Linked DNA regions of Pan troglodytes: region 1 is linked to region 2. Evidence: chromatin contacts called from public HiChIP or PLAC-seq data. All regions are on one chromosome and are shown on one strand. Each heading gives the region's core, a stretch centred on a gene start, on an enhancer-like site or on the middle of the called end of the contact. The rest is flanking DNA. Distances are from core to core; before and after follow the strand shown.

Region 1 (3,797 bases), core at 1,132-3,631, 100 kb after region 2:
TGAGCCACCGTACCTGGCCCAAATTAACTTTTAAAGGAGATTCTTCCTTCATGAAATCACTAGAACTCAAGGTGAGGTTTTCTCTTAAATGTTTACAGCTTTATTTATTTATTTATTTAGAGATGGAGTCTTGGTCTGTGCCAGGCTGGAGTGCAGTGGTGCAGTCTCGGCTCACTGCAACCTCTGCCTCCTGGGTTCAAGCAGTTCTCCTGCCTCATCCTCCTGAGTACCTGAAATTACAGGCGTGCGCTGCCACGCCTGGCTAACTTTTTTGTATTTTTAGTAGAGACAGCGTTTCTCCATGTTGACCAGGCTAGTCTCGAACTCCCCACCTCAGGTGATCCGCCCACTTCAGCCTCCCAAAGTGCTGGGATTACAGGCGTGAGCCACCGTGCCCAGCATTTACAGCTTTACTTATTTTTTATTTTATTTTATTTTATTTTTTTGAGACAGAGTCTCTGTCGCCCAGGCTGGAGTGCAGTGGCGCGATCTAGGCTCACTGCAAGCTCCGCCTCCCGGGTTCACGCCATTCTCCTGCCTCAGCCTCTCCGAGTAGCTGGGACTACAGGCGCCCGCCACCACGCCCGGCTAATTTTTTGTATTTTTAGTAGAGACAGGGTTTTACCGTGGTCTCGATCTCCTGACCTCGTGATCCGCCCGCCTCAGCCTCCCAACGTGCTGGGATTACAAGCGTGAGCCACCGCGCCCGGCCATTTACAGCTTTATTGACGTACAACTGATATACGTCAATATGTCTCTCCATGTAAAATGCATGTATTTGAAGTATACAATTTGATGTGTTTTCATATGCATATACACCCATAAAACCCATACACAATCGAGATAACGAACATATCCATCACTTCCGAAAGATCCCCGCTTTGTCTCTTTTTAATAATCCTCCCTACCTTCCTCATCCTGCAACTACTGAAAATTCTTAGAAATACAAACTATAGTAACTTTTGATCTAGAGGACTGAACAGAACAACAGCAAAAAAGATCTCAGGACCTGATGAAGACTCAGGTGTTGGAAGGGAGCAGCTGGAATTTAGAACTAGTTGAGTCTGAGTTTAGCTTGAAGCGCTCACCAATTTGGGTAGCAAAGCAGCAAGGAAAGAACCTGAGTGTTAGGAGAGGGTGGCATCTTCCCTAGGGACAAAAACCACAAAGTAACTGGGCCTAGTTCCAGTTCAACAGGTGCCTGGGAATATTGGTAGCCTGGCACCTTCAATCTTTGGCCTGGGTAGGGTCTTATGAGGAGGATTATACTGAAGGCTTAGGCTAAATAAAAGGATTCTTCCTATTTATTAAAGCTCTTTTTTTGGTGTGCTGATTATAGGTTTAACATGTCTTGTCTCTGCTGCTAGACTGTGAACTCCTGCAAGGCTTTTATGTCCTCAGCACCTAATGATCCCTGATAAGCACTCAAATATTTATTGAACAAATATGCAGCCAACTATAAAATGCTGTGAGTTTCTCAGTATGTAGTAGGGGTACATTTCCCTTAAGTTGGTATTTTCTGGGTCAGGCGCGGCGGCTCACGCCTGTAATCCCAGCACTTTGGGAGGCCAAGGTGAGGCGGGCGCATCACGAGGTCAGGAGTTTGAGACCAGCCTGGCCAATATGGTGAAACCCTGTCTCCACTAAAAATACAAAATTAGCCGGGCGTGGTGACGCAGGCCTGTAATCTCAGCTATTCGGGAGGCTGAGGTAGGAGAATTGCTTGAACCCGGGAGGCAGAGGTTGCAGTGAGCCAAGTCGCGCCACTGCACTCCAGCCTGGGTGTCAGAGTGAGACTTGGTCCCCCCCCCAAAAAAATAAAAAAATAGGTATTTCCATGGATACAGAAACAGATTTAATTTGGGGCCTGCATGTGAGTGATCAGCTTGGTTGGGATGGGGCCTCTGGAGGGTCCAAGGCTTTGGAGGAAGGAGAGTGGGTAGGCAGTTCAGAGAGGGACAGAAAGATCCCTTTTGTGGGTAAGAAAATCCCTCTGTTCATCTTCAGCTACACCAAAGGTATGGGGGCTCTGGTGGAGGTATTCTGCACGTGTATCTAGGGTAGTTACTGTTAGGTACACTTTGGATTCAGTACCCCAGGCTTTGCCCTAGGGAGGGACAGTTGTCATTTCAAGGAAGACTGCTTTATAGTGTCAGATACCTGGTTCACACCGGCTTAGCAGCAGTGTGCCACCACCCCAATCCCATACATAAGCGTGAGGGGTCACAGAGGTAGTGAGAATGATGGGATCCAAGGATCTCGTCTCTCCAGATCCACTCACACCAGGAGTTAATCTCTCCAATGTCGGGCTCTGAGTCCTTCCCTCTCTCGCCCGAGCTCCGCCCCCCTTCCCTCTCGGCGGTCCTGGCGGGCTTCCCCTGGAGGGGGCGGCCCCAGCCCGGGCGCTAGGCCGGGCGGAGCTCCGGCCCGGGCGGAGCCGCGGCCGCCGCGTCCGGCTGCTGGACCGAACTTCTGCCGTGCGGACAGCAGGAGCAGCGCCGAGCCCCATTCCCCCACCTCTCCAGCCCGCCCTCTGAGCCTCCCGAGCCCTCTCTCCATTTCCCACAATTGTGCTGGTAAGTCCCGCTCCCCGCACCAAACTTTTTTTTGCTGCCGAGTTTGAGTCCTACGATCGGACCACGAGCTGCACTGTAGTTGGTGTATGGGGGAGGAGGAGTGGGTGAATTACTGAATGCCGACTCCACGGCTTCCCTAAGACGGATCAGCGCTCGCCCATTTCCCGAGTTGGAAGACCTCTCGATTTTAGTTGATTAAACTTATGTAGAGATGGAGATGAGGGTTTGCGCTCCAACTTCGCTACCCCCTCCCCCATTTCTCTGAGCTCTAGCAGTTCCCGATACTTTCCCTCCATCTTTCAAGTATCTTTGGCTCCCTAAAAGCTTGTCCCCTCCCAACTCTGCCGTGGCAAAGCCCCCCTCCACCAGGCACTTCGGGCCCGCCTCCTCCCCGTTGCCCTAGGGACCCCGCGATCTTGGGGGCCATACACTCCCTCCGGGGCTACGCGTCCTGCCAACCGGCCGCAGACGTGTAGCTGCTGGGTCGGCTGTGGAGGGAGGGGCTCAGGCTGGGGCTTGTCCGAAGCCAGGCGGGCGGGGCCGGGAAGGGGAGGTATAGGGGGCCGGACGGGGCGGAGCAGGCGGCATTTGCGGCCGGCGCCAGGGTGGAGAGTTGTGCGCCGGTCCCTGGGCCTGAGCTCCGGCTCCGGCTGGGGCGCCTGCGATGTCTCAAGATGGCGGAGCTCGGCGAATTAAAGGTACCGGCCCCCTCCCCCCATCCCCATCTGGACTCAGCCCGGCGGTACGCCGTGTCCGGGAAGCGACCGAGACTGGGTGCCGGGGCTCGGGTGGGCGCCGACGACGTGGCAGGCACGAGCTGCTGAGGATGGGAGAGAAGTAGCTGAGAGCGAGGAAGGGGCTGCGGCGGGGCTCCGGGGGCGGGGCTGCGGGGCAGATGTAGGGGTGGGGCCGAGGGGAATTGCAGCTGTTGGGGGCTGAGGCGCAGGGGGCGGGGACGAGGGGTAGAAGTCGGATTTAGTAGTAGGGGCAGTTGTTGGGGTAGGGCCAGGGGGAAAAGCTGCTGTAGAGGCACTGGGGGCGAGTCGATCAAGGCCAAGAGATGCAACAGTAGGGGGCACATGCAGGGATGGGACCGCGGGGCAGACGTAGGGGAGGCTCCGGGGGAAAGGCAGCTGAGAGGATAGGGTCTTTGGGGCTACTCTCGGGATCCGAGCTTTGGGAAATACCAGTAGGCTGCTGAGATGCAGGGGGCGGGGCTGT
Region 2 (4,240 bases), core at 559-3,058:
CATGTATGCCCTGAAACACAGCCTATCATGATTTTGCACACTCTCTCCGTGAACATCCCAGCCCATTCTGCAGGTCTTGCTTCTTTCTCCAGGCCTGGCTCCTTATTCACACCCTGCTTCTAACCCCAACCACTTTTCAGGATATCTTTTTCACTCTTCTTGGGGGTTCCTGCAGCAACCCCCAGCCTCAGTTCTGCTGCTGTCTTTACTGCTCTCAACTTCACTTCTCAACTTCCTGCTTTTTATTCCCACCCTGTTCCTCCAACAACTACAACAGATTGTCTCATTTTCCCAGGGGGTGGGTCATGGGCTCTAAGCTGCTCTTCTGTCTGTCTGAGCTTATGAACACCCCCACAGGTAGAAGTGGGGAGAAACCCTAAATCACTCCTCTCTCCACTTGACATATCAAATAAATGTGTTCAGAAGTCTCTGTTTTGTCACTTCTGCCTGGAGGTGTGGGTATGGGGAATGAGGAATGGGGAGGGAGGGTAACACTAACTTATAGCTATAATTATCCAAGGGATACTTAGCCGTTCCAGCCACCTTCTTTCCAAGAAACCAACTTTTCTATAGAGAAAAGGCAAGTGTCCTGTGTCCTGAAGATTTTAAGGCATTTGACAGGATTTCACTTCCTCCAGTTTCCTCTATGTCCAACCTTGAATTCTTTAAGGTTCCTACAAAAAGTTCCTCCCTCCATCATCAGCAGATATATCCCAGTAGATTAACTGTCTCCTTTTGAAACTTCCTATTTCTTGACTACTCACAGTTTTTATTCAGGGTCTAATTTTCATTTCACCAAGTGTGTTTCTTCTATTTTCTTCTACTTCTGGCCTCTATTTCCCCATCTTTGATTTCTGAGCCACTGTAGGAGAGATGGGGGGAAGCAGTTAATATAATCTCACCTAAGCAAAAATGGCCTGGTGACCACATGATAAAGGGTATGTAGAGTGTGTGTGTGTGCATGTGTGCAAGTGTGTGTGTGTGCAAAGTAATCAGAGGAACCCAGTCTGACATATTATACCAACAAGGGTAATTTTCTTAATTCCCCCAACTGGACTTCTGAGTTTGCTAATTTTCTGCATGTATCCTAACTCTTTCTCACTCTAATGGGAGGCAAAGAGACTTGCCCATCCCACTCTCTCTTATTCCCTTCCTCTACTTAGAATAAGTGAACTCAGAAATTTACCCAACAATGTGGCATAGTAAAAAGATAAAAATATTGGGAATCAGAACACCTATGCTTAAACTCTGAATTCCACTTTGCCATCTCTTAGCTATTTAATTTTGGCCAATTTTTCTAGCTTCCCTCAGCATCTGTTTCCTTATCCCTAAAATAACAAAATCTGGTTAGTGATTGTGATTGTAAATAAGACATGCACTACAGTACATTGCATAGTTTATGTTCATTAAATGTCAGTATCTTTCTTGCCTTAGCTCCACCACCAATTGCATATGATGTTGGACAAGTCGAATTACTTCTCTGAGCCACAATTTCCTCACCTACAATCAGTGAAATGAAATGGTAGGACAAAATGATCTCTACTCTGTCTGCAATCCTCCCCAATCTTGCATCTAGGCCCATTTTTTTCTTCAAGCCCAGCCCCAAGATTCTGTCCTGCTTTCTAGTGTTTGCCACAGGACTCCCAAAGACGCGCCCAAGCTCTGCGTCTGCCTTTCAGAGGATACGCTTTTTCTCTTTGCAATTGGTTCTGAGAATCCCCACCCTCCTCAATAATTTGCCTATGGCGGAGCAGGAGCCCTCCAGCTCCCGCCCCATCACTGGTGATTGGCATGGGACCTAGCTCGTCCCCGCCCCCACTTGACTGAAGGTTCGGCCCTGGCACCGCCCTGAGTCCCCAGGCGCTAGCTGACTGGGGTGGTTGGGACCGTTAGCTCGGCAGGCTGGCAGGCTCCGGGGCGCTACTCCATTGGCGGCCGGGATGGAGACTATGCGAGCGCAGCGGCTGCAGCCTGGTGTGGGCACCAGCGGGAGGGGCACTCTCCGAGCGCTGCGGCCCGGAGTGACTGGGGCCGCGGCTGCCACCGCCACACCCCCTGCGGGCCCCCCGCCTGCCCCGCCGCCTCCCGCACCGCCCCCGCCGCCGCTGCTCCTGTCTGGGGCCCCAGGACTACCCCTGCCCCCCGGCGCCGCCGGCAGCCCGGCAGTGCTGCGAGAGGCCGTGGAGGCCGTGGTGAGGAGCTTCGCCAAGCACACGCAGGGCTATGGCCGAGGTGAGTCTGCGGGTCTGGCCTCCTGCGCGACACCCTCTGTAAGGGAGCCTTGCTCCAACAGTCCTCCGGATCGCTTTTCCTGGCGTGGAGCCCTCACATGCATTTCCTTTTGGGGAGTTTCCTTCTGGGCTACGCACACGCACAGACGCACACACTCATACACACGTTTAAGCCTCCTACCTCCTCCCCTTTACTGAGTTATTAATATATTCTCCAGGGACCCTTTTTCAGATACAATCCTCTTTTCTTCCTAAGCTTTTCTCCTTTAGAAATGGAATTCCTCCTCCAGCTTAATACCTTAACATCTCTCTGCCTTTGAGAACCAGTCCCCATTGTGTGGGATCCTGTCTTTTATTTCAGATCCAGTTTCTCATCCATACCCTCTCAGTCTTTCCTCTGTGATCTCTGCAATTCCTGGACTCACCTGTTAATTTGCTCCAGCCCCTTAACCTTGACTGTTAAATTCTTTACTTACTTACCTTCACTCTGAAATTTCAGTGCAACTTCAGATTTACTGGGGAACTAGGTAGTGCCTTCACAAGTCACTCATAGTAATTGTGTATTTAAATCCGGACCTGTACCACTGAACTCACACCAGCTTCCTGTGGCTCAGTACCTTACTTTGGTATCTTTTTTAGTATGGAGACTCACAACTCCAGCCTTTCTGTCTGGCTCTGTTTTCCTGGCCCTTGCCCAGGAACTGAGGATAAATCCCAGGCCTTGGCTCTTTCAATGTTAAATTCTGTGGAAATGTGCCAGGTTAGAAACTCTATTTCAGTTAGAAAACTTCGTTAATTTCTGGAAAGAGGGATGTGAGGGTTTTCTTTGTTGTTTTCGTTTAACTAGTGTAGTTTCCTGTCTGAGTTTGAGTTCCAGATTTATAGTGTAAGTAATAAGGAATATATAGTGAAGGGTGTGGAATACAGAATTTAAGCCTGGAATTTACAAGACATCCCTTCTGTCTGCTTGGCCAGGTCCTGCCTGACCTGGAAGTGACTATATCTTTAACTTTCTGTTTAACAATAATACAGAGAAAAGTTACAGGGCTTTTCTGTAGATTTTCTTTTTTTAAGAAAGTTTAGTGAAAAGAGCACACACAGGCTTTGGAGATCTTTGTCACTTACCAGCCAAATCTTTGGGGGAAGGGACTTAATTTCACTGAGCTTCAGTTTATTCAAGGGTTACAATATGGATTGACTGAGACATTGCAAATGACATATAACCTAAAAATGATTATTATCTCAAATTTGTTGGTTCATAGTTCCTTAAGTAGAACATGCTTCACTTTTTCCCACTCTTAAATCCTAATAATGTAAACCCAAAAATTCCTATGAAAACGGATTTTTAGAGCCATTTTGCTATATGTGCCTAATGATTCATTCATCATCAATTTCCCTTTGTTCTTCATACAATTTGAACTCCTATTATAAGACAGGAACTCTGCTAGGTGCTGGGGATACAAATGGATGAATCTGAAACTCATGAGGAAATATTATTTTTCCAATGTAATCCCAAGATTTAACAAGGCTATGTGATGGAACTGCTATTAGCTACTATCCTGCTGCTTCAAGTCTCTAAGTCAAGATCAAGGGAAGGTCTTTGCCTCTGGGCACAGGAGTAGCCTAGAGTGGTCACACTAAATCTGAAGCCTTCCTCTTGGCAACTTACAGGCATTTATTAAAATTATAGAGGAGTACACCCTTTTTCTTGTCTGTGTTACCTGGAGAGCCTCTGCTTTGGCTCCTAAACTGGACATCCTGTAAAAACTTTCATTTCCTTAGCAAGGATGAGGGAACAAGGGGATTGTGCTGACAAAGGGCAATTAATCAGGCTTCACACTTCGTGGTGATTTTCTTTCCTATCTCCCCACCTCCCATCGCAGTCTTTCTCATTATTCTTGAGTTTCTCATTTCCAGTCTGAGTGTCCAGCCAGTACTTTAGGAGAGTCTGGCAGATAGTTCAGCTTCAGGCAAGCAGAATCTCTGCCCATTTGGCTCAGAAGTCCTTT

Evidence for each region. HiChIP or PLAC-seq counts read pairs in DNA pulled down with a chosen protein or histone mark.
Region 1: an H3K4me3 HiChIP or PLAC-seq map of stem cell-derived excitatory neurons shows a contact between it and region 2, with 2.3 times the contacts expected there. The contact joins the promoter of PIAS3 here to the promoter of LIX1L in region 2. A contact is called at or near these places in 1 of 7 Hi-C or Micro-C datasets (stem cell-derived neural progenitor cells) and 1 of 1 datasets of contacts at active chromatin or transcription factors (stem cell-derived excitatory neurons).

Annotation. Positions count from the first base shown.
Region 1 is chr1:106,749,062-106,752,858 of NHGRI_mPanTro3-v2.0_pri, forward strand. PIAS3 (protein inhibitor of activated STAT 3) reads left to right here and starts at 2,382. Exons shown (of 14, transcript XM_063815114.1): 1 at 2,382-2,576.
Region 2 is chr1:106,649,699-106,653,938 of NHGRI_mPanTro3-v2.0_pri, forward strand. LIX1L (limb and CNS expressed 1 like) reads left to right here and starts at 1,809. Exons shown (of 6, transcript XM_001162231.8): 1 at 1,809-2,232. The coding sequence starts at 1,941. It overlaps POLR3GL (RNA polymerase III subunit GL), which reads right to left. Exons shown (of 10, transcript XM_054670086.2): 3 at 765-862. It overlaps ANKRD34A (ankyrin repeat domain 34A), which reads left to right. Exons shown (of 2, transcript XM_016941711.4): 2 at 1-428.